Regions from separate parts of the Rattus norvegicus genome. Here region 2 is linked to region 1. The links are chromatin contacts, called in public Hi-C maps. All regions are on one chromosome and are shown on one strand. The core of a region is the stretch at or near the end of the contact, and the rest is flanking DNA. Distances in the headings are between cores, read along the strand shown.

Region 1 (3,620 bases), core at 467-2,966:
CTTTAATCTGGTTTCTGGAAACATTCTAATTAAAAATCAGAACCAAGTTTGGGGTAAAAAAGTATGTTTGACTATGAAATGGTGAACCTGCTTCTTGTGGGTGCTTGGTAAGCTGACTCAGTGGTGATGAGAATAAAAAAATAAACTAAAGATTGCTTTTGGGGTGCCTTTTTCTCCCACTGTTAACCATTGGTTCTACTAACCTTATATTCCATGTGTGGCTTGAGGACCTATATGCAGATCCTTCTCTCTACTGTTGATCCAACATGATCTTCATGTTTTTATACATATGACATTCAAAGTGTTGAAAGTTTCATTATTGAATGTCTGAATGAAGTCAGTATAAATTGAAAGCCTCCACATTGTTTTAATCTCTCTCTCTCTCTGTCTCTGTCTCTGTCTCTCTCTCTCTCTCTGTGTGTGTGTGTGTGTGTGTTCGTGTTTGCATCTGCACATGTGCATGAAAGTGCAGATCAAAGCTACTGTTGGTTGTCAGTCTTCTGAAGCACAGCTCACCCTTTTCTGAGACCCTTTCTCACTACCCTTGAACTTAGCAAGCAGGCTAGGCTGGCTGGCTGGCCAACCCTGGGATCCATCTGCCTCTGCCTCCCAGATTTGAGATTACAAGCTCAGGCTACAGGGTTTTTGGAGTCTGGGATTTGCACTCAATCCCTTGTACTTGCTAGTGCAAAACTTTGCCTGCCGATTGCTCTCCCCAGTCCGTGCTGACAGTTTTAAAGGGGACAAACCCGATTTCCACCTGTTAAGCATCTATTTTTCACATGGGAAGGTGATGCATGTAAACAAAGCAAGTAAAAGACGACTCGTGAATATTTGATTTTTTTCTTAGTCACTGTGTTTGGTCACAACGCTTCTGCTTTTGGGTTCTGGGAGGCGTGGTTTTGCGGATGGGAAGGAGCGTGAGAAAGCTGAAGAATCAAAGGTGAAACAAAACCCATCAAGAGCCGACTGCTCACATTCTGCTTCAGAAATAAAGCGCATCAAATAGAGTCAGAGTTCTTGATACTGCTCATCAATTAAAGCGCCGACCTCAGAGGAGGAAGACACAGACACCCGGAAGCTCCCGGAAATCTAAAATAGCTAATAAGCAAATATATTAGGATAGTAAACCCGGACACCACACATCCCCTATGTGTGTTTGTGCAAACCATCAGTGTTGTGTAAACCCTGTGTCCCACATTTAGCAGCTCCAGGCAGAGAATTTTTGTTTGCACTAGTGGGAGAAAGAGAAAGTCACCTCTCCATGCCCCCGTTGCATTTCACCGGTGAAACGCACGCAGGTCTGCTCTGGGACACCAGGTCTCCTGCCTTAGGGACCTGGGTGGTGGGGAGCGCTGCATTCTCTTCTGGCTCTATTCCGGGTCTCCATGATCTCATGGCCTCTACAGACCACACAGTGATTCCAGTCCAGCCCTCGCTGGGCCACGCGGGGCGATTCCTGCAAGGGTTCGTAGGGTGCCACGATCGCCGGCGGGGACAGGGTTTGGGGTGGAAGTTAAAGACACGCCCACGTCAGGGACCCAAAATAGCCCACGCGCCCAGGGCCCGAAATCAGACAGGAAGCCAAATAACCGGGGCGTTGAGCGGCTCGGGCCAGAGCGCCGGCCGAGGGCTGGGAGCCAAGGGTCCGACGGGGGCGGCGCGGGGCGGGGCGGGGCTGCGAGCCTATTAAAGCTCGGCCGGCGGGGGCAGAGCGGGGCGATGGAGCGCGACGGCGAACAGGCAGGGCAAGGGCCCCGGCATGGGCCAGCGGGAAACGGCCGCGAGCTGGAGTCTCCAGCCGCCGCTTCGCTGCTGGCGCCCATGGACCTAGGGGAGGAGCCGCTGGAGAAGGCGGAGCGTGCGCGCACCGCCAAAGACCCCAACACCTACAAAGTGCTGTCGCTGGTAGGTCGGTGCTCGCCGCGACCCCCGGGAGGGGGCCGGGATAGAAGAGAACACGGGCAGCACCCGGCACCAGAGAGCGTGGGCTCCTCCTGCGCCAGTACGAGGTGATCTGCAGGGTCCTTACCCCTCGCCCAGTAGGAGCGGGCTGCTATAATAGTCACCTTGAAATACCGTCCTCTTCCCTCAGAGAAGACAGGGAAGACAGGATATTTAGAGGCGGAAACGAATGAACAGCTAGTCTTGGGGTAACACAGCGATGTTTGTAGCCTTTTAGGTGGCCTGGCTCGGTGCAGGTGGTGCTCGTGGCTTTAGATGAATTCATTCCCGTTGAAAGGTTCGCCACTGCTTTTAAAAGTATCAGGAACTTTAGAAAACACCCTCGTTTGGCTCTGTCGTGGTGTTTCCTGGCAGTTGTTTAGAAGCCCCATCGATATTCATGTTTATGTGACTGGGAAGAGGCCTGGGATTCAGTGCCGGCTCTTTTAACCACAGACAGCGCTGTTTGTGTTGCCGGGCACAGCTGCTGGCTATGTCCCTCTACTATTCTGTTAGGACAGTTGCAGGATCCACAGCCACCTTTTGGAAACAGGACAGCGATTTTCACTCCGGATCTTCCTTGGGTCAGAAAGGCTGCGTCCTGTGATGCTCGTTCTAAGTTTTGGTGGGGACTTCCATTATTCTTCCTGAGCTCAGTTTGTTGTGGTGAGATGAGAGCTCATAGCATGGTTTCAAAGGTACTGGAAGCGGGAAATAAATTCAGAACTGAAGGAAGATGTAGTTATCTTATAGTATGTGCAAACTACAGCTTTCTGTGGATAGCACACCTCAAAACATATAGTTACACATTATGGCCTTTGCACTGTTTTGTTGAAAATCTTCTTTCCGATGTTTAAAGTCTCCCTTTTGACATCATTTTCATTTCCACTGTTCTTAAGGTTCTATGCAGACACCATAGCACTTTGAGAACCAGAATTCCTAGACTTGAGAGATGGTGTCATATCCTTAGTTTTTTAAAAATAAGTCTGAGGTTCAAAGAAGAAGTCTCTCAAACCACAGGCTGCTGTATCCCAGGGTATAATTTTGTATCATATGTCACTCATACGATATTGATGGGCACTTATTTAGTTTGAGCCTAGAAAGTCTTTTTGGGGTGTGTGTGTGTGTGTGTGTGTGTGTGTGTTTAATGGAAGATCGCAGGGCGTTACAGGACTACTTAAATTACAGAGTATCAGTACCCTGAGCTACTATGAGATACTCAATAAAGACACACTGAGTATTTATGAAATTACAAGACATGTTTATAAACTTCCTATAAGTCTTTCAAGGGTTCCCAGCTATTGAATTCCGTTTTGCTTACTTGCTTATAGGCCCAGAATAGATATCAACACAGGTTCATCTTTAGAACGCACAGCATTTTCACTCTGACACCTGCTGTCAGTTGGTTGAACAGCAGCGTTCCATCATTAGAAGTGGCTCTGAAGGTGCACCTCAGAAATTGTCATTCATGTCCCCTAGAAATTCCTCAAACAGGTCAACTATGAATGCTTGGTATATTTGGATACGGCATATCTTATGAGTTAGAAAGAATCCTCAACTCAGATAATTTTTAGAGATTTACGTATTTTTAGTTTATATGTATGCTTAGCCCGTCTGTCCGTCCGTCTGTCTGTCTGTCTATCTATCTATCTATCTATCTATCTATCTATCTATCT
Region 2 (4,012 bases), core at 186-2,685, 77 kb after region 1:
TCCATTAAGCTCAGAAAGTAAAAACTGAAAGGCTTCAGGAAGTCCCCGAAACTGAGCAGATACATCAGTCCCCTTCTTCCTTAAACATACATAAGCAATAAGGGCTGCTGAGAGACACGGAGACAGACCAGCTGAGCCTCCTGGAAGACCAGAGGCCAGCCAAGCTGCCAATACAAGACAGAGACAGTAACCTGTTGTGAATGAAGGAGTGACAAGTCCCATAGGTCTGTAATTAGCAAATCTATCCCTACCCTTAGAATTTAAAATTCTTTAAAAGCATGTGTGTTTCTATGTAATTTTATCCTATGCATAGATCTGATAAATACCAATACAGCCAGGGTGGAGAATTATCCTATTCCCACAAGTTTTCAGGCTCCCCCTATTCAAACCCACCTCCTTCTTCCACCAGTCCTAAATCCTGGAAACCAGCAGTATTGTCTGGTGCGTTCTTGGGGAGACACTACCTAATGTCTACTCACTCCAGATAGGGAACCAATAGCAGACTAAGTACAGGAACCCCTGAAGTTCAATTAGACGAACCAATGAGTTTTACAATGAGTTTTATAGTTGCAGAAATGACTCAAAGACCACCATATCACCAAAGCCCACCTCAGTATTGATGACAACTCACAAAAGCTGGGAACCTGGAGCAGACGCACAGCAGCTGATCTGTCTCGGTCTCTCAGCAGTCCTTACTGGTTACGTCTGTTTAAGAAAGAAGGGGCCTGGTGAATCTGGTCAGTTTCAGGAACTTCCTGAAGACTGAGTTTTTGCCACCTGAGCTTAATGAACATCCTTGAACGACGGACTATTTCATTCTCTCTTACCACATCTTATTGCCTCAGCTTTCTACCATGCTGCATGTAAACTGTTAGACAACAGTTAGTCATCCAGACAACAGTTAGACATCTCTGGATGACCTGTGATGCAGAAACATGTAAAAACCAGCCTTCGTGCCAGTGCAGGAAATTCAGTTATCATTTGCTTGCAGCCTCTGTCAGGATTAGTTGGATGTGTTTCTGTGGGCTCACGTTAGACTATCTATTCTGTCCCCTCAGTCTATCCTACCTTGGATACTGTCCCTTTGTGTTTAGTCTTAAGATCAGGGAGAGTAAATTCTCCCTGTTTCTTTATTTTTATGTTTGTTTTGGGTGCCTTAGTTTTGTTGATCTCTTCAAATTCCAAGACACTCATGACTTTCTCAAGGCACACATCCTGCTGAGTTTTGACAGTAAAGGGGACAGAGAAGGGCCACTCTAAGCTCTATACTGTAAGAGCACGCTTGTACTTCATACGTTGAAAAGGATAGGGGCCCTTGATTCTCTGAGTCATGAGAGCCTATTTGTATTTTCTACCGTGTGAAGGAACCTGGACGTGCATACTGTAAGCTGCCCAGCAAGTCCATGTTGTTAACTGACTGGAGTTAATCTTTAACCTAAAGGTAACTCGGATGATTGGGAAGAATCATTGCTCAGAGGCTAGCCTGGGTGTGTAACACTCCCTGCAGAAGGAAGGATGATAGTGTGAGGGGAACATGCAAGAGGAAATAAGGAGAAACACACCAGCACAACATTTCTTAAAGACAAGGTGGACCGAGTGACCAGAGAGGCAGGACTAAATGTTGTTCTGGTTTCTTATAAAACATGCTACAGGAGGAAGTCATGCTTCTCTGCCAGGTTGAAGTCCTCCGAGGGAAGCACTGATCTTGTCCACTCATTGCCGTCGGACTGATGAACAGCAGGGGTTTCTGCTCTGGTTATAACCGGAACAAGGCAAGATGTCTATGTCCTGTCAACTCTCTGCCGCTTCAAACAGAGTGCTATATGTCCCAGCCGGTGGAATAAAGGAAAAAGGAAGTAAAATAATACAGGTTCAGGAAGGAGAAATGAGACTTTAAGTTTATAGATGTCACAACTGCTTATATACACAAACGCCAGTGAACCTACAAACAAAGTCACTAGAGAAGTGGTTCTCTGCTTGTGGGCCACAGTCCCTGGGGGGAGGGGTCACATATCAAATATTTGCATTAAACTTATAACAGTAGCAAATTGTTACGGGTTGTTATGGTTGGAGGTCACCACTGCCTGGGATGTATATGTCCTATATGGGATATCATTATTAGAAGCGAAGGAGTCGATAGTGTCTCTGTATTAAGTGACTGCAGCATTAGGAAGGTTGAGGACCACTGCTTCAGTGCTACAGAAAGCTTTCAGCAAGGCTTCGGGCTGTGACATTGCACTGATGAAGTGACCTCTCGTGTCCGTTTAGGGAGACGAAGTTGTTACTCAGTTGGTCAGTCTGTGATTACATCTGATCCAGTCTTTCTTTTGTGAGTGTCTGTAGTTTTCAAGGCCCATTTCTCTTTATTATATACCTAAGTTCTCAATTTCTTTTAGCAGTTGTAAGAAGCACTGTGTTTGAAATATTGGTTTCAAAGTGGCCATTACTGGCATACAGAATTAATATTATGTTCTGTAAAATTGTCTGATATCCCACAACTTTGCTAAACTCATATTGGCTCTAGTCTTAGGGTGATTTTTAAATCCCTCTGGTGTTTTCACATAGACATCTCCTGTGCCATTTGCAAGAAAGAGAACGTTCTTCCTCGTTCTCTGATGTCTGTGGCCTTGTTTCTTGACTTGATGCACTGAACTGACCATGACACATGGTGCTATGCAGCTGAGATTGTACACCAACCCCTGATTTTGCTCCCAGCAAGGACACATGACATTTCATCAGAAACTGTGTTTTCTTAAGTGGTAAGGACGACAATATTCTCTCAATTGCTGGATTGACCATATAGCTCCATGGTAGAGCCTTCTCCTTGATATATAGACCTAGGATCACACACACACACAGACACACACAGACACACAGACACACAGACACACAGACACACACACACAGACACACACACAGACACACACAGAAAGACACACACAGACACACACAGACACACACACAGACACACACATACAGACACACACACAGACATACACATACACACACACAGACACACACACGCACACACCCCCACACACCCCTAAGTGCATTTAACATCACCTAGAAAAATAATACTAAGAAAAATTTGTACTCTGGGGAAATTTTAATATAACTACATTATTTGTAATTAAATTTTACATTGTAATTATATGAAAGTCAGTGATAATTTAATAATTGCTTCTGTGATGACCGCTGTGTCTTCTTTGGGGTTTGATTTATTTATTATTTATTTATTTTGCCTCTATACTCTGAAGTTCTCATCCTAAGGAAGGTAGTAAATTCTATTTGACCCTTACAATTATATTTGACGTAGAATTGAAAACCTGCAATCATTTTGCCAAAAATTCATCTCTCACATGACTGTTAAAATACAATGGATATGATGGGACCTCTGGAATATCCTAATATCTGTGAAGCGTCAGCCTTCAATATGGTTGGCTTAGGCGATCTTAGGGTCACTTGAAGCTAGCGTGTTCGTGAACACAGGCACCCCATAAGTTGCTTGGGAAACAAGTATTGGTTATTCCAAAACCCTAGAGCTTCATATCTGAGCGTCTTCTGAGGGATCTCAGCAACGAGGAGGACTCACAGGGAGGCCTGGCTTTCTGGAGGCTCAGTGACGTCTGGGCTTATCGATGGACTTCTCAACATGAACGTGAAGTGTTTGGAAGGACCGTCAGTGGATTCAGCGGCCACCAGGGACATTCGTCAACAGGTCAGACCTTGTGTTCCTAGTGAAACAGAAGGCGGAGGACAAAGAACTGAAAGCCATAGGATGGATTCTGTTGCTTTTCCAGATACTTTGTCCTTCTGAATTACAACGTTCACCCAGCAGGTGGCGGTATTGGACTATGAGAACTACAGCAACAGGCATGGATGTTAAAAGAGTGGGGTTTCCTGAAGCTCGCTCCGGGAACATGTTGAATATTCTGCGCATCTGGTTAGAATTTTTTGATCTGGATATCTAGCTATCTGTTTGCTTAGTTGGCACTCACATACTATTTGAGCA

Evidence for each region. A called contact is a pair of places that touch in the nucleus more often than the background predicts.
Region 2: a contact with region 1 is called in a Hi-C map of kidney, with 2.7 times the contacts expected there. The contact joins the enhancer-like site here to the promoter of Enpp1 in region 1. A contact is called at or near these places in 7 of 12 Hi-C or Micro-C datasets (the A7r5 cell line, Schwann cells, frontal cortex and 3 more).

What each region holds. Positions count from the first base shown.
Region 1 is chr1:22,516,353-22,519,972 of GRCr8, forward strand. It overlaps Enpp1 (ectonucleotide pyrophosphatase/phosphodiesterase 1), which reads left to right and starts at 1,717. Exons shown (of 25, transcript NM_053535.2): 1 at 1,717-1,908. The coding sequence starts at 1,723.
Region 2 is chr1:22,594,031-22,598,042 of GRCr8, forward strand. No RefSeq gene overlaps it. Among named protein-coding and RNA genes, the nearest start is that of Ccn2, 29 kb to the right of the region's middle. Within about 2 kb of position 1,436, at least 3 of the 93 cell types and tissues checked have an H3K27ac peak or open chromatin away from gene starts, as enhancers often do. A contact at or near this core is called in kidney, where this site is marked.